7 separate regions of the Mus musculus genome follow, and regions 2, 3, 4, 5, 6 and 7 are each linked to region 1. Evidence: chromatin contacts called from public Micro-C and promoter capture Hi-C data. All regions are on one chromosome and are shown on one strand. The core of a region is the stretch at or near the end of the contact, and the rest is flanking DNA. Distances in the headings are between cores, read along the strand shown. Region 1 holds the start of Fdx1 (ferredoxin 1). Region 2 overlaps Pou2af1 (POU domain, class 2, associating factor 1). Region 3 holds the start of Pou2af1 (POU domain, class 2, associating factor 1). Region 4 holds the start of Sik2 (salt inducible kinase 2). Region 5 has its middle 12 kb from the start of Gm32742. Region 6 holds the start of Layn (layilin). Region 7 overlaps 1810046K07Rik (RIKEN cDNA 1810046K07 gene).

The links. Promoter capture Hi-C pulls out the DNA fragments that hold promoters and counts their contacts. A called contact is a pair of places that touch in the nucleus more often than the background predicts.
Region 2: a promoter capture Hi-C map of hippocampal neurons shows a contact between it and region 1, with 3 times the contacts expected there. The contact joins the enhancer-like site here to the promoter of Fdx1 in region 1. A contact is called at or near these places in 8 of 39 promoter capture datasets (the 3T3-L1 cell line, HPC-7-derived erythroid cells, cranial neural crest and 4 more) and 2 of 115 datasets of contacts at active chromatin or transcription factors (embryonic basal ganglia and neural tube).
Region 3: a contact with region 1 is called in a promoter capture Hi-C map of embryonic stem cells, with 4 times the contacts expected there. The contact joins the promoter of Pou2af1 here to the promoter of Fdx1 in region 1. A contact is called at or near these places in 6 of 39 promoter capture datasets (the 3T3-L1 cell line, 3T3-L1-derived adipocytes, embryonic stem cells and 2 more), 2 of 115 datasets of contacts at active chromatin or transcription factors (embryonic forebrain and memory CD8 T cells) and 1 of 9 other capture datasets (embryonic stem cells).
Region 4: a Micro-C map of embryonic stem cells shows a contact between it and region 1, with 7 times the contacts expected there. The contact joins the promoter of Sik2 here to the promoter of Fdx1 in region 1. A contact is called at or near these places in 4 of 39 promoter capture datasets (HPC-7-derived erythroid cells, hippocampal neurons, liver and 1 more), 1 of 484 Hi-C or Micro-C datasets (embryonic stem cells) and 2 of 115 datasets of contacts at active chromatin or transcription factors (astrocytes and embryonic forebrain).
Region 5: a promoter capture Hi-C map of hippocampal neurons shows a contact between it and region 1, with 2.5 times the contacts expected there. The contact joins the enhancer-like site here to the promoter of Fdx1 in region 1. A contact is called at or near these places in 7 of 39 promoter capture datasets (the 3T3-L1 cell line, embryonic stem cells, hippocampal neurons and 3 more), 1 of 15 datasets of contacts at CTCF or cohesin (the NIH/3T3 cell line), 1 of 484 Hi-C or Micro-C datasets (forebrain) and 6 of 115 datasets of contacts at active chromatin or transcription factors (T-cell acute lymphoblastic leukemia, astrocytes, embryonic forebrain and 3 more).
Region 6: a contact with region 1 is called in a promoter capture Hi-C map of hippocampal neurons, with 5 times the contacts expected there. The contact joins the promoter of Layn here to the promoter of Fdx1 in region 1. A contact is called at or near these places in 9 of 39 promoter capture datasets (the 3T3-L1 cell line, the C10 cell line, embryonic stem cells and 3 more), 3 of 115 datasets of contacts at active chromatin or transcription factors (astrocytes, fibro-adipogenic progenitors and stem cell-derived neural progenitor cells) and 2 of 9 other capture datasets (adipose tissue and embryonic stem cells).
Region 7: a contact with region 1 is called in a promoter capture Hi-C map of the HPC-7 cell line, with 9 times the contacts expected there. The contact joins the enhancer-like site here to the promoter of Fdx1 in region 1. A contact is called at or near these places in 16 of 39 promoter capture datasets (the C10 cell line, the HPC-7 cell line, HPC-7-derived erythroid cells and 11 more) and 9 of 115 datasets of contacts at active chromatin or transcription factors (the NIH/3T3 cell line, T-cell acute lymphoblastic leukemia, cardiomyocytes and 6 more).

What each region holds. Positions count from the first base shown.
Region 1 is chr9:51,962,228-51,965,156 of GRCm38.p6, reverse strand. Fdx1 (ferredoxin 1) reads left to right here and starts at 1,555. Exons shown (of 4, transcript NM_007996.2): 1 at 1,555-1,886. The coding sequence starts at 1,690.
Region 2 is chr9:51,237,589-51,240,595 of GRCm38.p6, reverse strand. Pou2af1 (POU domain, class 2, associating factor 1) reads right to left here. Exons shown (of 5, transcript NM_011136.2): 5 at 517-2,530. The coding sequence ends at 2,216. Among named protein-coding and RNA genes, the nearest start is that of Pou2af1, 25 kb to the right of the region's middle. Within about 2 kb of position 1,460, at least 56 of the 459 cell types and tissues checked have an H3K27ac peak or open chromatin away from gene starts, as enhancers often do. A contact at or near this core is called in embryonic basal ganglia and hippocampal neurons, where this site is marked.
Region 3 is chr9:51,211,758-51,215,074 of GRCm38.p6, reverse strand. Pou2af1 (POU domain, class 2, associating factor 1) reads right to left here and starts at 1,385. Exons shown (of 5, transcript NM_011136.2): 1 at 1,274-1,385. The coding sequence starts at 1,289.
Region 4 is chr9:51,007,585-51,010,746 of GRCm38.p6, reverse strand. Sik2 (salt inducible kinase 2) reads left to right here and starts at 1,674. Exons shown (of 16, transcript NM_178710.3): 1 at 1,674-2,006. The coding sequence starts at 1,872.
Region 5 is chr9:51,179,337-51,182,437 of GRCm38.p6, reverse strand. No RefSeq gene overlaps it. Among named protein-coding and RNA genes, the nearest start is that of Gm32742, 12 kb to the right of the region's middle. Within about 2 kb of position 1,672, at least 41 of the 459 cell types and tissues checked have an H3K27ac peak or open chromatin away from gene starts, as enhancers often do. A contact at or near this core is called in the NIH/3T3 cell line, T-cell acute lymphoblastic leukemia and hippocampal neurons, where this site is marked.
Region 6 is chr9:51,075,374-51,078,461 of GRCm38.p6, reverse strand. Layn (layilin) reads left to right here and starts at 1,368. Exons shown (of 8, transcript NM_001033534.1): 1 at 1,368-1,576; 2 at 2,117-2,140. The coding sequence starts at 1,492.
Region 7 is chr9:51,308,176-51,311,065 of GRCm38.p6, reverse strand. All of the region lies in intron 2 of 1810046K07Rik (RIKEN cDNA 1810046K07 gene), which reads left to right. Among named protein-coding and RNA genes, the nearest start is that of Gm39338, 3.4 kb to the left of the region's middle. Within about 2 kb of position 1,410, at least 1 of the 459 cell types and tissues checked has an H3K27ac peak or open chromatin away from gene starts, as enhancers often do. A contact at or near this core is called in the HPC-7 cell line, where this site is marked.

The DNA of each region.
Region 1 (2,929 bases), core at 306-2,805:
TCTAACCCGAGTTTTAAACATGATGTTAGCCCAAAGACTAAGGTAATCATGTCTACACCCTGCAGGTTCAATATCCATATGTCCTCTAGAGAGACTTTATACAGGTAGACTATCTCTTTAAATATTCATTTTAAAAGTATTTATTTTCTTGAGGTGTGCATGTGTATTCATGGGGTCAGAATGAGCATGTTCTGGGCATGCATGAGCTACCTGACTATGGGTGCTAAAAACGGAATTCTGCTCCTCTGGACGAGCGGCAAATGTCCTTAACACCTGACCAGTTTTGCACCTCTTAAGTATTACTTTTTAAATATTTTTATTTAAAAATATGTGTGTGTAGGTACGTGTATGCCACATGTCAGTGGGTGCCTGTGGAGGCCCGAGGGCAGAGGATTACTGTGAAACTTGGAGTTACAGTTTTAAGTTGGGAGCCAACTGCAGTGGGTGCTGAGAAACCAAATAAGATCCTGTGCAAGCTCAAGAAGTACTCTAACTGGTGAGCCGTGTGCTCAGCCTCTTGAGAATACCCTTTCTCCTCCCAAATGTATGTGTCTGCCTGAATCTATATCTAATGTGTACCATGTGCATGCCTGGTGTCCGAGGGGCCAGGAGAAAGTTTTGGATCCCCCGGAACTGGAGTTACAGAGAGTTGTGAGCAGCTCTATGGTTTCTGAGTCTTGAACCCAGGCTCTCTGCAAGGGCAACACACATTCTTTACCCCTAGCTACGTCTCCAGCCTCAGCTTGAATATTTAAGTAGTCTTTTACTGTCTTCAGTTCGCTTGCAACATGTGCTTCTGTCCTTCAGCACCTTATCAGGAATGCTCAAGATGATGTATGTATTGCTCATGGTCTGTGACGCAGTTCCTTGCCCTAATTCACCTAACCTCCAGAGTGGCCCTGAGTGTGAGCTTATCCGCAGTCATGGAAACTCTTATCCTCCAAGAGTAATTTATCCAAGGTCTCTGATCAACATAGGACTTAGGTTTGGAGGTTGCGTATCTGACCACAAAAACTCTTTCAAAAATGTACTAGCAATGACAACGTGCGCGTTTTAAAAGTCGGCTTTCTAGTTTTGAAGTCTGTTGAATAGTTACTCATTTAAGAAAAGTTTCCTGTTAACTTCTCAGGATTTTATATATTCAGTTTGTCAGTTCAGGCTGACCGTTATTACCTGCTTTCTTCAGCAGCCCTAAATAGCAAATTATTGATTATGAGATAGTTTATGCTTTTACCTATGCATGTCTCTCTTCATAAAAATGCCTATTGGCATTTTAAAACTTTGTATAACTCTCTGCTGTCCTGTGTAGGAAAAACCTAGGTCCCTTTTGCTGTAACTTGTATTCTAAAGTGTTGGAAACTGTGATAATTTGCTTTGTTTTTGAGGGTCTATGGCAAAAGGCAAAAGTTAATCTGGTGGCTTTTTGGTCAGTCCTTGATGAGTAATTGCTCCAGAGCGCAGAGCTGACTGCAGAAAAAGTTCAAGGTGAACTCTTAACCAGATCCCTGGAACAGTGCTCGGCCCCGCCCCGCGAAGGCGTGGCAGCGGCGAGGCGGGGCGCAGCCGCGGGTTATAGGACACGCAGGGCGCTCGCGGGAGTGTAGCCCTCTCGCAGCCGGACACGCGGGACCTACCCGACCCTCAGCACTGCGCAGGACTCCGCGGGACCCGGAACCTTCCGACAGGGTTATGGCGGCCGCTCCGGGCGCCCGACTCCTGCGCGCGGCCTGCGCCTCCGTCCCTTTCCGCGGCCTTGACCGCTGTCGGCTGCTGGTCTGCGGGACCGGAGCGGGAACTGCCATCTCTCCGTGGACCCCGAGTCCCCGCCTGCATGCAGAGGCCGGGCCCGGCCGGCCGCTGAGCGTGTCTGCGCGCGCGCGGAGCAGGTGAGGCGCGGCGGCAGCGGCGATGGGTCCCTCATCCCGCGGCCTGCGTTTCCGCCCGCGACTCCCTTCCGCCTCGCCTCTCGGTTGCTGGCCCCGCGCCGGAGAGCTCTTCCCGTGACCCTAGTCTTCTGGGCCTGGCTCGGGCGGTGTGGGGCGCTGGCTTTGGGGCTTCCTCGGTGGGTTGTCCTTGTCGACTTCGCCATTGGGGTTGCTTTGTGTTGGCCCTTTGTGCTGACTTCAGGTAGGGTAGGGTTTACACCCGCCCTGTTGACCCAGGGTAACAGTGTAGCCCTTATAGGATGATTTAAGGGATAAACGACCCCGTGAAGGTAACATTGCTCGTGCACCTGATTGAAAGTGAGGGCTCAGTAGGCAGCTGCCTCTTAGCAACAGTTCTGGGGGTCATAGTGTAGAGAATTCTGTGGTGAATGTTGAGAGAGAGAGAGAGAGATGAGAGATTCCCACCACCACCACCATGGGTGGAGATACTGGGTATATTTGTTCTCAAAAGCACGGTCCCCTTAGATTTACTAAAGACGAGATTTACTTACAGGTTTCTAAGTGTAGGGACAAGGTGAGAATCATATAATGTCAATGTCAATGCAAAACACATCTGTTACTTCAAAGGGAAGATGAAAGTTTCTTCAAAGTGAAACAAGAGTGGTTTTGGTCTGGAAACACAGATTAAGGTTTCCCTGGATTGTATGTTACTCGGTGGAAGAACTTAGCTCAACTTTTGTAGTCACAGTCCCAAAGAAAGTCACAAATCAATGTACTTGCCAAATATATTGCTGGGACACCAAGTGGATCACAGGATTATATAAAGCTAACTTACATAGATAGCATTTGGATCGGAAGCCGAATAATATGTTCCAAACGTCTTTACCTGGTAAACATGAAGCTCAGAAATAGTGTCTGGTGATACGTGGCCATTAAAGGCCTTCACTCAAGGTAACTTTGGCTGTCTCTAGATCTGTGGCAATCACCTCTTCACAACACAAATGTTTGTGCCTGGTGTATCAGTCTGCAAAATAGTCAACGCA
Region 2 (3,007 bases), core at 211-2,710, 720 kb after region 1:
ATGAATAAATATAATTGCACTTTTTTTTTTCCAAAATCACCCCTCAGAAAGAATTACTTGCTGCAAGGATGGAGTCTGGGTGGTCACCCCTCAGAAAGAATTACTTGCTGCAAGGATGGAGTCTGGGTGGGGGACATGACTGCCTTCTCAGGTCTCTCTTTGTGTCACATGTCCAGGGTCCTGACTGACAGCTTCACCAAGGCCTGTGGTAGAAGCCCAGACACCAAGCATCGAGAGAAGTCGCTCATGTAGCATAGATAACAGGAAGAGCAGTAGGCCAGCAAGATTTCCTCCCACCCTCTAAGCCCCCACTGCCCTGGAGAGTAAACCCGCCAACCAATACATATTCCACTGTGAAAATTGCCCAACAGACACAGTGGGGACAGCTTTCCCCTCCTAGAGCAACAGATCAGTTTGCAAGCTCAGCCCTACTGAAAGCTTCTTCCTCTAAAGACGCTCTACTGAGAGGTGAGAGGAATTAATAGACGAGAAATAAAACACTTCGGCACAGGAAAGTCATCTAACCAATCTTTATTGAAAATGTTGCAAATGAGGCTCTGGAGGAAATCTGTTTGGATGCCTGCAGCCAAGACGTGAGGTCTCAAGATAAGAAGCGAAAAAGATGCCAATTCAATCCCAGCAACCGCTCACACTACTTTCTTTGCTGTTTTGTTTGTTTTCCCAGTGTTAACTCCTCTGTGATTGCCTCAAACTCCCAAGTAGCTGGGAAATCTTAAATAGTGTTTTTAAGTGCAACAAGGTCTTAATTAAATAGGCTGAGGCTTCCCTCTCCCTTTCTTGTTCATGGTAACCACCAACAGAAGTGTAAACCTACCATTCAGATCTAGCATTTAATCTAAATATTAAAGAGGAATAACAAATTCAAGCTAAGTATACCAGGACTTCAGGTAGATAATGAGATGTCTGAATCAAAATAAACACAAAGCAGAGAAAGAAAGAAGAAGAAGAAGAAAAAAAAAACAGGTAGCTCTAAGTTTTCATTGGAAGCAGAAAGAAAGAGGGTGGGATATCAAAGAAACTGTCATTTCTAGAAGATCTATTGGTTCTACATGGATTCTACAGACTAAAACTTGTGTATGTGTAATGATGGTATCATTAGTAAACAATGGGCCAGTTCCCAAAGACACATCCACTTCAGGAGCAAAGCACTAGGAGACAGCAAAACACTCAACAGCAAGTGTTATGCTTCTCCAGCAAAAACTGCAATAAAACTGATAAAACTGAAAATGAAGGCCAGTGGGCCTGCTGACCAGGACTTCAGGACCCCAGAGACAGCCGGTGAGTGGGCGCAAGAATCCATAGCAACGCGTCAGGATGGCCCTGGGTGAGTCACAACAGGAATTAAAAGCCCACGTGGAAGGACTAAGTGCAAGCCTCCTCAATGATCGGCTTCACCTGTTTCTTTTCCTGTTGCTATGGCAATATGCTGACAGAAGTATTTTAAGTGCTGGCATCATGTTAGCGGGCCTGCAGAGAGGCAGAAATAAGCAGACTCGTCATTTATCCTCCATACCATATCCAGCTTTCCTCCTAATCGCTGACAAGAACAGCTAAACCACATTAAAGTGGTATTTTTTTTCAGAGCTGTTAGATCACTCCTTCCCCTGCCCCTCCTCACTCCCTCTCTAACCACAGACACACATGTGTGTCCTGCTGCTCCTCAGCCCCGTCTCCCATCACTCACTCACTGTCCCTACCCACCCTGATGGTCCTGTCCCATCCCCCTGTAACCAGACCAGAAACATCCACTTAGATAGTATATCTGGCCAAGGCTGAGAACAGCACACAAAACAAAACTGGGGCGCAGAACGTATCATAGAGTAGATCTATAAAGCTACTGCTACCAGGAAACAGGGGGCACCTGAAAGAAGGTTGCTTCCCCAATGATGTGCCACCAAAGGAAAACCCTGAGCTGCAGACTTGGTGACATTCCGTATAAAGCGTTGTTCATAATATCACTATCATTTGCCGCTCCAGAGGAAGAAAACTGGAAGGAGAAATAAGAAATAAGCAAGATGGCAGTGGGGGAAGGAAGGAAGCGAGGGAAGGAAGAAGGGAGAAAAGAAGGGATACAATTTAGCTTTAGGAAGAAAGGAAGCCTGTGAAATAGCTACTTCAAACAGAAGTCTGGGCTCTATTGAACACTTTTAAAATCTCAGCTATGGGTGAAACATCTGTTAGATGCAAGCCAGCCCTAAAAGCCCTCCACGGAGAGGGTGTGGTTGAGCTCGTACGTGTTGCTTTCCTCTTCCTCCAGAAGCAGCTTGTCAATGGTCAGGGAGCTGATGGCCCTTCTGGGGTCATCCATGTCCTGAAGGACTGGCTCTGGGATAGAGATGGGGAGCTGGACAAACTGGGGCCCAGACAGGGTTGGGGCAGGAGGTTGATACTGCAGGCTGGAGGTGGGCAGTGTGGAAAGGGGCTGAGGCCACGGGAAATAAGTGAGGGGCGCCTGGTGCTCGGGACCCTCCAGCTGGGGCCCCACCGCGGGTGTAGCAGTGCTTCTTGGCTGTGATGAAAAACATAGGAGCAATGGTTAGCAGAACTGGGGTGCCCACCTGCCTCCTTGCCCCCATCATGATCTATTATACCCCACCTTCCCTTACTGGTGTTACACTTAATGGGGCTCCACCTCCTCCTGCTCAGTCTCCTAGAAGAGAAAGCTTGACACGTTTCAGCTGTGTTCCCCCCCTCTTCTAACGGTATGCTTCTGCTACTTCCCAACTTGGAAGCTTCACTTTTTCATGAAAGAGGGTACAGAAAATAATGATGTCATACCCCTGAAAAACTAAAGGCCTTATAGGTTTCACTGAATATAAAATATATTCTAATTGCAAAAAAACAAAAAAAATGAAAGAAAAAACCCTTAAATTATGCAAAATATATTCTTGATATATAATGAGCCTGTCTCATAGCCTTGTAGCTGTTTCTTGAAGATGACTACTATCAAGCCCAGACAGAAAGGTGACACAGACCCCTGTGGTGG
Region 3 (3,317 bases), core at 136-2,635, 750 kb after region 1:
GAAGGACATTAAAATCCATGTTCCTACAATCTCATAGTATTTACAATGGTGTTGGCTGCCACTCCGCTTCCAGAAAGATAAGGTTTTGCTCTGGTCACCTTTTTGGATGAGTTCTAAGCTACCCAAACTAGAATCTGTGGTCAGAAATCTCAAGTCCAAATCAAAGTTCATTTATTTTTATTTAAACAAAAAAGTCTTGCCCATATCAACAATGGGGTTAGTAAACTGAGGCACGTTGGGATTGCTTCTCTGAGTCACAGATGAAAAGAGTCAATTTCAAAGAATTTGGGAATAGGTGGGTGATAAGGGGACTATGTCACACTCTAATCAATGGAACACTATTGTCAGATTACTTTTTATAAGTAAAACCACGATTTCTTTTTCTTCTAATCTGGATTATCACATAAATTTGATTGAGGAATGCTATGCCTAAACCAATAAAAGATGTTTTATGGAATTAAACATCTTACAAAGAAAGATAGGGAAATTATAGCTCTTTGCTTGAGGAAGTACAGTCCTGAGCCTTAATAAGGTTCCCCTTTTGCAAGACTCTTGAGTTGACTTTATTTGCCTCGTGAAAGGAATGTTGTAAAGAATGTCTATATAGCCTCCGTTATCGATAACACAAGATTTTTTTCAATCCACAGAATGGAAAATACAGTTCATGGTTTGTTCCATTCAAGTCCAGGGATTAAAAATCAAGGTCAAAGATAAACAGTTTTTTTTTTGCAGTGGAACACAAAACCAACCATTGCCACAGAATAAGGAAGAAAGTGAAAAGAGGAGAGAGAGAGAGAGAGAGAGAGAGAGAGAGAGAGAGAGGTTTCATAAGACTGAGTTTCCACCCCATCCCTACACATCTACAGGAGGGAACCAACTCTGGCAGAATTCAGCTAGAAGTGGGCCAACAAAACTCAATAACAACCTGCAGAACTGGGGTCCATGAAAGGAAAGGTCCTCACGTGAAGAACGGCTCCTAACCCATATCATATGTGGTTTCCGTCTCATGAATCATAATCTGCCCTTCTGTCACCTCAGTGATTCATGCACAGAATCGGAGATGCAATGAGCTGTCCCCACCTTGGGACACTGGTTCATTCCCCCAGGTTGGAAAATGAGCATCATCTCCAACAGGCTCCATCTCACCCACCTCAGCCCTCCATGCCCCCGAGGCCCTGACGAGACTGGGTGCTCCCATCACCAACAGTAGCTCTCTATTCCTGGACCCTGCCTCTGCTTACTTGGCTCTGACAGCCACAAGCAAAGCACTTACATTTTTGCCAGAGCATGGCTTGTGACAGGATGTTGCCTTTTCTCTTTGAAGCAGACAGTTTGGCTTCTTTAATGTGACTGGGCGTGCTTTCCTCCCGTGGAACCACCGTTTACTCTGAGGCTGTTTCTTCAGCTTTTTAAAGGCCCGAGTTCCCGCTGAGAGGGGCCACGTCATCACATCCTCCTACCTCAGGCAGAGCTGTACTTTTTTTTCTTCAGCAACACCGCCTGTCAACCCACTGTGTGCACCCCCAAGGCCCCCACTGGCTGGAGAGTGCTTGAGACACAGGGCCAGCCAATTGGGACTAACCACCATACAGCACAGGAGGCCAAGGCCATTTGCACACAGCCACGGTGTTATGCCACATAGGAGGAGCATGAGAGTCTGTATGAACGCAAAAGGGTGGACCATGAGGTCAAGGATCAGCGCTCCTTGAGCGATGAGGGGTCCAAAGGATAATACAGACAACACCGAGCTTTCTCTGGCACTCACATACAGTTCCACACTATCAGGCCATTTACAGGACTGACCTTACCATTGGTCCCAGCTCGACGGGAAATGCGATTCCCAGGGGTCACTATTCTCACCATGGGAGGAAACACCTGCCCTCTCTTCAAGCCTCACTAACCAGCCTCCTCGTTCTCGGTGTTGCTTTTCTGTTTATTCCACTTTAAAATGTAACGGCTCCTCCCCTGGCCCCAGTCCCTGGCAAAATGGCGGCATGTAATATTGTTTAAATATAGGGGTCCCTGTTTCAGACGGTTGGTTATGTACACAGAAAGGGGGAACCGACTCGCTCAAAGAAGAAACAGAGACACTCAGGCTTCTTAACTGAAGCTGATTTCCCAAAGGTGACTTAATGGATTTAGGAGTACCAGCTTATCATAATCCTAGGACCCCAACACGGCTAATGGAAAGCCTCTCAAAGAAAGAGTAATGGATTCCCCATCCGCAGTACATACAGTATGGGGCTACATTCTGCCACTGTGTGTCTGAAACAGACTCATAGGCTCCATTCCAGTGACCCAGTTACTCTCAGGTCAAGATCATATGGTTATACCCCCGGGGTAGTCCAGAGTCCTTGCTGGTTTGCCTTCCATGGTGCCTCAGAGTGATCTAATGCATTCTGGGTCTGATCCTTCATTCTCCAGTGTTAAAAGCCTTGCCCTAAAGGACTACAGCTCAGTAAGGTAGCACTTGACTGGAATGGGTAAGCCTGAGGTTCACACTCCAGTACCACCCTTTAGCCACAGAGCTGAGACACTAAAGCCTTTCACAGTGAGCCAGTTGCAAGCTCTTTTTTTTTTTTTTTTTTTTTTTTTGGTTCCGAAACAGGGTTTCTCTGTGTAGCCCTGGCTGTCCTGGAACTCACTCTGTAGACCAGGCTGGCCTCGAACTCAGAAATCCACCTGTCTCTGCCTCCCGAGTGCTGGGATTAAAGGCATGTGCCACCACGCCCGGACGTTTTTTTTTTTTAACTTATTGGCCTCACCTGCTGGTACTCTCTCCCTGTCTTCCCCATCTGAAGAGAAACCCAACCCCATTTCTTTCATCAAGGTCCTACCAATAACGCCATGGCAGGCAAAACAATTTTGTGACTCACCCCCTGAACTTCCTGGCCTAGAAATGATCAGTCCCCTTCTCTCTGTTCCTAGGGCATTATGCCCGTTGTTTACATCATGTGTAACTGCCACATGACGCTGTAGGCACCTCATGGAGGCTTTATCTTTGTGCCTATGTAAGACAGAGAGTATGCTAAACCCCCAGTAAAACTTCACCTAATCAAGTTATAAATTACACCTCTAATAGATGGTCTGCTTGAGGAGAGGTCTTGAGGAGAAACACTGGTCACACAACACAATAATCCAACAGAGAAGCCTCACTCCTAGATAGATTATCAGCCCTCACTCCAAACCATCCTAGATCACCATGATGAAGGAAGGGACTTGCTGACCTGCTGCAGGGACGACATACCACAACCTGGACTAGCAGAGCAGGTGGCAGTGTCACAGAGCCTCGGGCTTTACTGGGAAGTGTCCTCCCA
Region 4 (3,162 bases), core at 425-2,924, 950 kb after region 1:
TGACTTTAACAACTATTGTTAATTCTTGTCTGAGCCAGTTATTACTATAACAGCCACAAAATGGTGATTTCATAATTTTTACATGCATCCTCTTCTCATTTATCCTGACTGGGAACATAGCTCAGTGATACAATACTTGCCTAGCATGGGTACCGTTCTGAGTTTGAGTTTCCTGAATGAGATGGGGAGGGCATAGACATTTAAGGGGGCTTATCACATATACAATATTTCTGAGAACCTGTCTAAAAAAAAAAGTAAAGTGACAAAATGAAGTATGAGCTCCTTCTAAGATTTTAATGTAGGCTGGGAATGGTGACACCTGCCTTTAATCTCAGCACTCAAGAGACTGCCTAGTCTACATGGCAAGTTACAGGCTATCTAGGGCTACATAGTGAGATGATGTTTCAAAAACAAAAAAAAAAACAACAGTCCCAAAACAATAAAACACTAGGGCCTAAGAGATGGCTCATTGGCTAAAGTTACCTACAGCAACCACCCCTAGGACTCACAGAGTGGAAGGTGAGAACCAACTCCCACATCCTGTCCTCTGACTTCTTACACAAAATAAAAAGTAATGTGTGTTATAGTGTATTTCCAAAATTGTTGGTTTTTGATACTTAGATTGGCTCAGATTTGGCACTGGTGGGCCCCTTCAAGCTGGCTTCTGACATATTCTTCCTGTTGTATACAAGGAATCCCCTGGTTTACTCATATTAGATCTTTCAAGAGCATCTTATACTTGCCCCCGCTGTCATTACTCCCAAACGAGTTGCGTTTCTTTTAATGGACAATGGGTACCCAGGAACCAAGGTCTGGACACACATAATATATTTCAAGATATTAAAATGTTGTGTTTACTTAGGTCACCATATGGAAGACTGGTGTGATGGGTTATAATTAGAACTCTAGCATTACCTGTGTGACGTTGGCAACTCCCTTCATTCTGGCAGCCTGCTGCGTCATCTGGAAACAAATCGGATTAGATACTTTTTAACCGTTTACAAGTTCCCAAAGCGTTTTAGGATAATACCGGGTCACCTCTCCACAGAGACATGCTCAACTAACATGCTCAACCTACATTTCAGAGGTTCCAGACTCCGAAGCCCATTAGCAATTCCAAATTCCGGGCTTAATCATCTCTGGGGTCTCTTTAGCGCTGACATTTTTTTTTTTTTTCTGCAAGTGACCGACTGCTGTGAGTAGGAATTTAGACGTCAAAAAGTGGAGAGACTTATTTAGTACTGACAAGGGAGCTAAAATGAACACAAAGAAAAGAGGCTGTGAGCAATGCATTGCTCAGCCACGGTGCTCCTCGGGCTCCAAATTTAGCGCTGCAGTCCGCTGAAGAAGAGGTTTTGGCGGGAAGGGCTGCCCCGGCGGAGAGCGCCCGCCAGGCGACCCTCCAGGAGACTGGCCCAGTGCATCCTCCGCACGGCCCACCAGGGCTCGCTCTTGCGCTTCTGCTGGAAGGCAGGAGGAGCGGGGCGGGGCGGACGGCGACCCCGCCCCCGGCCGCGACGCCCTCCTCAGCCTTCTCAGGCCTCGCCGCGGCCGGAAGCCTCGTGCCCGCCCGACCCGCGCACCGCCCCTCCCTCCCGCCCCCGACGTCGGCGCGGCTGCGGTAGCCATGGTGACCGGTGGAGGCCCGCCCCCGCCCCCTGCCCCGGCCCCCTGACGTCGGCTCACGTCAGCGCCGGCGCGCGCCTGGCTGGGCCCTGTGGGGCGGGAGGGAAGCAGCGCCGGAGCGAGAGCCGCGGCCGTCGCCCAGAGCCCAGGCGCGCCGCCCGACGCCCTCCTGCCCGCTCCGTGCCGCTTCTTGCCGGCCAGTTCGTTCGCGTTCCCGTCGCCGTGTCCTGCAGCGGGGGCCAAGCATGGTCATGGCGGATGGCCCGAGGCACTTGCAGCGCGGGCCAGTCCGGGTGGGGTTCTACGACATCGAGGGCACGCTGGGCAAGGGCAACTTTGCCGTGGTGAAGCTGGGGCGGCACCGGATCACCAAGACGGAGGTGCGGCCCCGGGGTTCGGCGGGAGCGTGGCGCGGTTGCGCCCCGGGCGGGGGACGGCGGGCCTGGCACTGCGGGGACCGCGGGGTGCAGGTCGAGTGTGTGTGGGGTGTCCCCGGGAAGCCACACAGGCTTCCGTCCCGACTCTCCCACCCGGGAACCTGGTCTGTGGCCTCGGCTCCTGAGCACAAGTTCCGCGTCTTCCCGGCTTTCGGCTGGGGGTGGGGTGGGAGGGGAAGTCTCTGTGCTCCGGGGCCGCGCGGGGACCAACGTCGCCGGCCGGAGAAAGGGGACCAGCAGCTCCCAGGCTCGGCGGACGCGGAGCGCGGCCCGGACCAAGCCCTCCTCTTCTGCCCGGCGAGGAGGGGGTGACGCGGACCGGACTGGTGCGGACGGGCCGCTGTCCATCTTCTCTGGGCCCGCAGGGTCTCTGAAACGGTTCTTTGGCTGGCTTGATCACTTGCAGGAGGTATAGCAAATACACCAGACAATAGAGCTGGTTAAAAATGGTCATCTCAGCTCTGCACCGTTCTCTGGGGTTGTCCCTTTACCAGGTGTGCATGCTGGCTGCGAGCACGCATTCCTTAAGCCACATCAGATGGACTGTACTCAGCTCTCGACAGCGTCCTGACATTGACTCTCCAGCATCCTCCCTCCGTGCACTGTACATATTTTCTCCCCAAGTCTGCGTTCTTACCTAGCCCACCCTCTTCCTTCCATTGCCTCAAGCTGCTCTCCTCGGGGTCTCTATTTTAAGACGTGCAAATTAAATACCTTGGAAAAAAAACGATCGAAACAAAACCATTTCTTAGTCTACAACCTAGTGGTTTTGACGTACTCTATTCTGCCTTGTGATTGCCACTTGAGTTTCACCGATTTTCAGTTTCTCTCCCCAGTTTTCATCCTTTTCGGGTTTTTTTCCTACTATGTTCTTAAGAACGTTCTAATCTTTGACTATAGGACCTCCACCCCCACCCCCTGCCCAGGATGACTTACGCTTATGTAAGGTAAAGGGCATTTAAAAGCCTTACTGTTTTCTTAGCAGTTGTACTTAAAAGTTTTGCTTCATGTCCATTTCCATAAAGAAGGAGGACATGTCTAACATGTCTTCACTTTTTGTTTTGCCTCACAAATCCCTGACACACCACTTAAATCTTTC
Region 5 (3,101 bases), core at 423-2,922, 780 kb after region 1:
AGACATCAGGCCCATCTACCACCTCTCCGGTCTCCTCAAGCGGGATTATGCCCTCCTGTTTTGTGTTCCCCTATCTCTGCAGACCCTTATCATGGTACCTACCACACTGCCTATAAAACACACGCTTCCAGAAGACACGCTGCCATGCTGGTGATACTGATATTCTGTGGGTTCTTTTACGTGGTTTTCACAGAAGGAACTAAGACCAGACTAGATACACTACATTTATTGATCATTTCAAGTAACCCAAACGAGATAAGGTTGATGGCTGCCTAGACAGAAAAGGATGGAGAAGCCAGAGAGATACTGCCAATCTTGAGATCTCAAGGAGAAACTGATCAAAATAGAAAAATCTAGCCCAATGCTCTCTTGGCCCTCTGCAAACCTTCAATTATATCTGAATTAGGGTTGTTTGTTTGTTTGTTTGTTTGTTTGTGTTCTAGAACTGCCGAAACAAAATATCACAACTGGGTGGCTTCAGGAAAGAAATTACTTCCTATCAGTTACGGAGAATAGACAGATGTGCACCGTCATCCATCTACTCTCCTGCCATGTGACAGGGTGTCAGCAGGATTGGCATCTTCTGAAGAGTCTCTTCCTGACTTGCAGGCAGCTCCCCTCACATCTTCACCTTCACATAGCCTTCTCTCTGTTCATGTGCGTGATGTAGTCTCTTCTTACAAGGACATTTTCATATTGGCTTATGGACCATTCATGAGTTTGTCTTATTTTCATTACTTCTTTCAAGACCCTGTCTCCCAGTATAGTCATAATCTGGCAGTTCTGGGAACCGGAACTTCAATGTACAATTTGGGGAGAAAATGACACAATTTCCCATAAGAAAAGCAACTCTGGTAGCCAGGTATGGCAGAATATACCTACAATCCTAGTGTGTAGGATATTGTGGTAAGCTTGAAATGAATACGGGCCACACACCAAGACTGTAGAAGAAGGGGGAGGTAAAGGAAGAGAATGTGGAGGGAGAGAAAATGAGGAAGGAAAGAAGTCAACAATGGCACTTGAGAAGTGCTAGGGAGCTTTCCTTAAAGACAGAAACAATCAATCCCAGAGCCAAGATACTGAAAGAAAACTCCATTCACACCAGTGACCAAACTTAATTCTATTTTGCCAACACCACTTGATGTATACACTGCCTTGTTCATTCCCCTTTGCTGAATAATGGGGTCACCCGAATACTTCTGTATTTAAGTCAAGGGCAAAAGTAGTCAACAAATGTCTCTCCATTGGGACTATGATAGAAAAAATTATATGGATGGAGACTATCTCCAAAGAAAACTACTGGCTTGTTTCTCAAAACTCATCAGCAGAACACAGAGGAAAGTTCCAAATGCCTAGTGTACTGGCTCTGTGGAGAAGTGTCAGGCTACCGACAAGCAGTGCTGGTGGATTTCAGAGTGCCAGCCAGAAATAGGGTGAGCAAGACAGAACCAACATGGGGCATGAAGAGATCCAGTCAGTGGCATGACCTCCCCTTCCTGTGGCTCCTTCTGTTGGCTTTTACAGAGTCTTGAATCCTCAGCAGCCTCGGATGCTCTTTACCACTGCTTGCCAGCTGGCTGAGCATCATTTTGGAAAGGATTACAGGATGTGGGCTCCCTGATGAACTGATGCATTGTAATCGGACTTGGCTTAGCTTGATTTCACAATGCCAAGGCAACGGAGGGGGACGCTGCTGACTCAGTGCGAGAAAGCCTAAAGGCAAGCTGTTGGGGGAGTGATTGAGGATGAGGCAGGCCCACAATGAACAACTAAAATGGCTTGTGATGCTCAGAGCCCAGCACCTAAGATACAGCCCAGTTGTCTGAGGAAAAGAAAGTTCCTAGTCTTCTCGGTGGCACCTGAGTAGACCTCAAGGTGAAAAGCCCTGGAGTGCTCACAGAAACCAGCTGCCAATTTCCCTGCCTGATGTTGAAGCTTACCCCCAAACCATCTCAGGCAGGCTAGATGCCACCTTCTAGAATCTCATCCTGAAATTGCATCAATGCCACATACACCAAACTAAGATGCTAGATCTCCAGCTGCAAGCCAGAATATCAGCACCAACACATCTTCCTGAGCCAGGTGATAATCTGGGATTGGCCTGGAGAAAACCACTTTATTCCCCCTTTAGACAAATACTGTATCGATAGAAAGCAGGCAGTAAGCATAGTGGGGAATTGTCTCTGTGTCAGTAGAGACTCTGGAACAGACAGGACAGGTGAGACCATGATCATCTCTCAGAAGAGATGAGACTCAAAAGTCCCAGGAGATACACACAGAACTACATATGCTGTCTACTGTCCTCCCCTTTGGTTGATAAGAAGAACATCATCTACACAACTTGAGGAATCTCTCTTCACAAGACCAGGAGAGTATTTAGCACTGGCCTTCTGGTGAACCTATTCATTCATTCAGTCAGTCAGTCATTCAGCCAAAACATCTTGTCCAGCACTCAATTTATACAAGATATTATATTGGGTATAGGAAAGGATAAACAATAAGTCTACATGCTCTTTCCCAATGAAGTTCACATTCTTTCAAAGAAGAAAGACACCTAGGCTGGAGTCTGGAAGGTGAATGGCAAGTACCTGAATTAAAAGATGAGCTCCAGAAAACAGGCGTGCATGAAGGCTTTAAGATTGAAAGGGTGTGGCAAAATCAAGGGATCTAAGGAGATATGTGTCAGATGAACCAGAAGAGCATATCTCTCAGGGAGAGCATTATAAACTTTCTAGAGGGTTGTTGCTGTTTGAGTAAGGACTGTTCCTTGAAGGCTCTAGTGTTAAAGGGTTCTAGTTTATGGGTTTTTGGATCACAAAGGCTCTAACCTCATTGGTAAATTAAGTTCTTGATGGAGCTATAACTTGGTGGCATTATTTGGTGGGGGAAAAGATTAGGAGGGATCTAGTTGAAGAGTGTGAGTCACCGGGGGTGTGCCCTAAAAGGATGTAGCCCATCTATGGCTCCTCTTTCTCTGCTTCCCAGTTTCCATAAGTGAGTGCCTTTCCTTGCCACACCCTTCCACTACAATGCACCACAGATCAAGAAACATGGGGCCAAGTTACTACGGCCTGAACCCTCTGACAACACGAATCAAGGTG
Region 6 (3,088 bases), core at 119-2,618, 890 kb after region 1:
CACCACCACCACAGTTGCTTTGCTGGGGAGACAGTCTAGAGAGAATGGTTGGTGTGAGATAGTCTAACCGGAACACAGGAAAGGGTTGCCAGTCCCCACCTGTTGGTGCCGGGGTTCTGTAATCACACAGCTCCTGCTCTGTTCTCAGCTGGAGCTAAGACAGATCCATCCCTACTCCTGCTTTATCTCAGGCCTGTTTAGAACAAGTGTGTCAAGAGTGTGGAAGCACCTCTGCTTCGTTTCTTAAAAGATTTATTTATTTGCATTTTATGTGTTGTGGGTGTTTTCCCAGCATGTATGTATGTATGTATGTGCATCACATGCAAGCCTCGTGCCTCTGGGCCAGAAGAAGACAGGAGATCCCTGGAACTGGAGTTACAGTTGATTGTGAGCCACTGCCCGGTGCTGGGATTGAACCCAGTCCTATGCAAGAGTAATGACTGCTCTTAACCACTGGTCCATTTCTCAGGGCCCCTTCTCTGCTTTTCTGACTGCTCTGCTGAAAAGCTGGATAAACAGGAAAACAGAAGCAAACTGGAACCAAAATCCAGAAGGCAGTAACCGAGATGTGGTTTCTGCTACGCTTCGCAATACCATAGTATACCGGAAAGATCAATGAACTCTCAGCTTTCTACTTCATAGATTTTCGATGGGAGACTGGATCTACTGTGCGAATGTATTTGAGAACACACATGTAAACACAACTACTGTGGGAGTGTAAAGGGGAGCATACACTTGGGTTGGTTATGAAAGCTTCCATAGGAAGAATAGGATCATTCTTTGCAACGGGAGTCATTTTTCTGTCCACCAAAAGCTGAACTCCACTAAACCACTCCTATCTTCCAATATGTGCCCTACACAAAGCAAAGTGTCTTTCTGGTTGAGATCTGGAATACTCTAGCTTCTGCTGGAGGTCTCCCTCAGGCCAAGTCTGAAATGCCTCTAGTCAGTAGACACACTGCCTGCTTGAGAATCTGTTCCTCCCTTGCTCAAGTTCTTTCCCAGGTGCTGCCCTGGTCTGACGCTTACTGTGGTGTAAGTAGGGGTTTTGCTACTTTAGCCCACTAGAGCTGGGTAGTGATGAGGGCAAGAGGCTATACTGTTTGAAAGTACAGTACCCGCTTTCCACCTTCTGGGAGTTCAAAAACTAGTGGGATTTTTCTCTTAGGCAAACTCAGAATCTCCCTGGGCGGCTCTCTGCAAAGAGCGGCCCCTTCCGTTGGCTACTCCCCCTGAGTTAGCAGTTTCTGGAGTCCAGAGCACTAGACGTTGGGGGCGGGCCAGCCCAAGGGGCTGCCTTCCCCCGCAGTGACGTCCCAGGGGGTGGATGGGCAACCAACGACTCAGAGCCCTCCCGGACTCCGCCCAGTGCGGGGTCTGTGGATCCTTGGGAGATGCAGCTGCCTTGGTTGCAGTTGCTCAAACGCAGTCGTCTACTTGCCCACTTCTCTGCCTTAGTCCCAGGGTGTCGGGAGGCACTGGAGTCCAGCCATGCAGCCGGGAGCAGCGCTGCAGGCTATGTTGCTGGCGGTGCTGCTGGCCAAACCGAGGGATTCGAAGGGTCGCCTGCTGAGCGGTGAGTGTGTGTCCTGGGGGAGAGGGCTGGTGCCAGAGCACCTGGGGTTGATGCACCCAGTAAACCTCAGCAGTTGAGGACTGTCTTCAGGGTCACTGCACCCTGGCCCCTTTATGTAGTGGGGCAATCCCCAGATCCAACCCCGGACCCAATCAGCCTTCTTGAATTCTCTGCTTCCAGGGAGCAAAAATGCAACCAGCTCCAGTTCCTGGGGCCACCCTAGGTATCCGCAACGCTGGAAGTCAGTTCTCTCCCCGGGGTTACTAAGGGGTGAGGAGGATGTAGCTTGGGTGGGGCAGTTGGCAAACTTCTTCCAGTGAGTGCCCCTTGAGCGCCATGCTGCCTGGACCCTTCTAGTGGAGGCAGCCGATCCTGGATCCGCAGGGCTATGGGAACTGTACCTGTTACTCTCCTCTGAGGGGAGGGTGGCTGGCCTGGAAATGCTTGGAGATTGGGAAAGCGCCTAGTTAGCCAGGAACCAGCCCTGCCAGGCTCCAAGAGTGACTCTCTGCTTCCTTCCCTGTGTGTGTGTCACTGCAGCCTCGGACTTGGACCCCAGAGGAGGTACAGTGGTCCGACTTCTTTCTTGTTCCACTAGGTCTGCATGGGGCGCGGGGGTGGGGGGGGGGGTTGGGGGGTGGGTGGGAGGAGCGTGGGCGGGGAGCGATCGGTATCTTTTTATCAGGTTCCCTTTGGCCAAGAGGGATGGAGTAGAATTGGAATCTCCACTGTATTCTAGCTTGTGGGTCTGGTTTAAGAAATCTAACTTTGGTTTCAGGATTGGGAGGGGGTGTTTGGCTAAGCAGAGGAGCTGCTGACGCCACTGGGAGGGTTAGGGCTGCATGGCTCTGTGCTTGGTGACAGGAGACCTCCTGCCTGCCCTTCCCCTTCCTGCAAATGAGAAAAGAAAGACACTTCCTGAAGGCAGGGGAACCAGATGGGTCCTGGGCCTCCTTCCAGCTCTGGTACTCCCTAGAACTCACTAGCATACACTAGACATATGCCGCCAGCCTGGACCATACAGGAAACTCTATCAAGGTGTTAAGCTTTCTCTTGGCAGTCTGGCCTGGAAAGGCAGGCGGGACCACTAGTAAAAGCAACTGCAGCTTCTCTTGTACCAGGTTTGGGGGTGTTCAGGGCTCTTTGCAGTCCTCCAATGCCTGCATTCTCCTCTCTGGAACACTTCCCCGGTGAGAAGCCCAGCATCTGAGCACTCTCATCCGCTGGGAGCCTGTTCTGTTAGAAACCTCTAACAAGGCAGGCAAGTACAGGATGCTCCCAGCTCCTTGTCCACTGAGAGTTTATCAAAGCATGGAGATTTGGGGAGAATCTTGTATAGCTCCCTCATAGATAGCACTGTCTGTGGCCTTTTGGTTTGTATGCTGGACAATTAATGGACATAAAAAAAAAAAACCATCGTCTGGCTTTCTACAGAGCTGAAATCTTGGGGATATTAAAACATTCCAGAAAGTCTGACAATATAAAATCATTTACGCCTTCTTCCATGGCAGC
Region 7 (2,890 bases), core at 161-2,660, 650 kb after region 1:
ATGCAGATTGTGGAAGCTCATTGGATAGCCAGTTTGTAAAGAGACTCTATCTCAAATTAATAATAATAGTAATATTAGTAATAATAATAATAATAATAATAAAGTAAGGAGCTAGGGAGATAACTCAGTGATAAAGAGCTTACTGCACAAGCATAAGAATCAGATTGCGAGGACTGAGTCCATCCATGGAGATAGTCCTGATTTCTGAGTCTCAGCTTCGTCCCATAGACATGGGGACAGCAATACCCACCACAGGCAGTAACACGAGTGAAATTGGGTGATGTCTGCAGAGCACATGGTGCGTCATGTGACATGTCCTGCATGCTCGGCATGCAGTGGCTTTTATGAATTTATGACAACTGTCACTTGATAAGCACCAGAGAAAGTAAGTGCCAACCTCAGCCAGATGCACGCCAGATTACGGGGTGTTCTGAGAGCAAGTTGGGGAGTCAAGCTCCTCCCACCCTCAAAACTACCATTTCTAATAGAATGGAAACATGTCAAACCTCTAACTTTGTAGGTTATGGGGGGAAAAAACTACTTATTCTGAGTGAACAAAACAGAAAAATGGCAGACATGAGGGTCTTTTCATGAAATGGAGTTTATTTTGTTGCTTGGGATTATTTTTAATTGATTTAATTGAATAATTATACATATTTGTAATACAGTATGATATTCAATATACATGTAAATATATAATTAACAGTGTGCCTGGCATAGCCACCCCTTCCTGCCCTGGTCGTTTCCTTGGTTAGCTGTATAAGCTACAGGGTCAGTTACCAGCCAGAGCTTGATTCTGATGTGCACAATGAGACTTTCAGTTTGCCTCTTCTACTCAGATGCACTCTTCCATCTGAGAGTCATGCACTCTCCCTCCCTTCTCACCACACTCACCTCTGCTGGCCCTCCCCAGCTTCCAGTACCCACTCTAGGAGATGACTTTGTAGAGGCTGCAGATGTCATGAAGAACAAGGAAAACTTGACTTCCGAGCCTGTTTTGTTTAACATAATGGTGCCAGTTCCATCCGGGCCACCACAATTACAGCTTTCCTCCTTTGTGTAGCTGAATAGCATCCTATTACGCATATCACCTCATCTCCAGCTATCCTGTGGGCAGCTCAGGTCACTCCTTGTCTTAGAAGCAGCAAGCTTCATTGGACACTGTGCCAGTGTCTGTCACCCTCTTCCCTCCTGTGGGTCAAGTCAGTTGAACGTCCAATCTAATAGCTACAGCTAAGATATCCCAATATTGCTTCACTCTGCAATATTAAATAGTCCAAACCTTAGCTGCTCTCAAATAAGGATTTGACTTATTCATCATAAACTCTATTTTATGAAAAGCCTTGCTTCAGACGGCAGGGAGAAGATAAAAAACCAGGGGGTGCTAGCAGCTTCCTGACCTGACAGGACTTCCTGAAGCTATTGCTCCTCAGCGCGAGAGGGTCTTGTGAGAGGTGTACAGGGGAGGGGATCATAGTTCACCACAGCACAGGTTTCCTCCTTTCCCTGCTGGGCAGAGTTGTTTTTCCTTCTAACTCAATGGATTTCCTCAGACCTCAAAACATGTTCCACCCACGCCCCACCATAAGCACACACACACACACACACACACACACACACACACACACACGTGCGCACGCACCAAACTCCAGTTCCTAATTTCCAAAGCCGACCTTAAGCAAAAAGTAAATCCTCTTTCCTCAAATTAAACTGGAGTTTTAAAAGTTGGATTTGCAAGAAATATGGAAAAACAGAAAATCACATAAAGCACAAAAACAATCCCATGACCTAAGTTTGACACTAAGTTTAATATCTGGACAAGGACTGGAAAGGGTGGTACAATTGTATTGTTTATCCTTTCTCATAATAATAATAATAATAATAATAATAATAATAATAATAATAACAGTTGGCACATATCTGTCCCAACACTGGAGAGATAGAGGCAAGAGAGGCAGGAGTTCAAGGTTGTCTTCAGCTATAACATGAACTAAAAGCTACATGAGACCCTGTCTCAAACACTAACCATAATAGCTGTTATTTACTGCTGAGCTCTGAAATAGAGACTTTACACATATCTCCCTTTCTGTATGTTAAGATATATTCACTTACCAACAAGAGCGCAGCAGCCTCCAAAGAAAGTCAGGTGGGAGAATGAAGAATCAGGTGGAAAGCTGCAGCGCTTACATTGGACCCAGATTTATGGGACTCCAGAGGTTTTCTTTCAACTGTTCGATGTGTCGTCACTATGCATATATTTTCAAGACTGGCTCTCAGGTAGCTCAAGCTAGTCTCAAATTCACTATGTAGCTGAAGATGGCTGAAGTTCTGCTATTCCTGCCTTCACCCCCAGAGTTCTGTGAGTACAGGTGTGGACCCCATGCCTGATTTTTGTAGTTCTAGCATCAAACCTAGGAGAGGGGTTTTTTATATATATGCTAGACTAGAATTCAAGCAATTGAGCTACATCCTCAATTATATTGACTATACTGCCTTCTTAAATGTATATATTCATACCAAGGTGGGACAAGGCTTGGAGTCACCACTAATTTTCAGATCATCATACCAAGCTTCAGACTCCATGTATAAGATGACGGGTTCCAGTTATGTCTTGTGCCCCCCTGACCCACACACACCCTCCACATGTGATCTCCATACTTACCATTTCAACAGATATGTAGACTATCCAGGAAATGCCCCTCCACGACCAAGACTCTCCTTTCAAAAGGAGATTTAAAAAAAAAAAAAAAAACAAAGACAAAAACCCTAGACTCCCCAAAGGTTCTCATTTCTTTTAACAATTTTCTCTAGTTCAATTTCCAAATCTGCTACTAACGCACAGTCCACGCTCGCTCGTCATCCCTCCCCCCCCCCACCCCGAGACCACCAG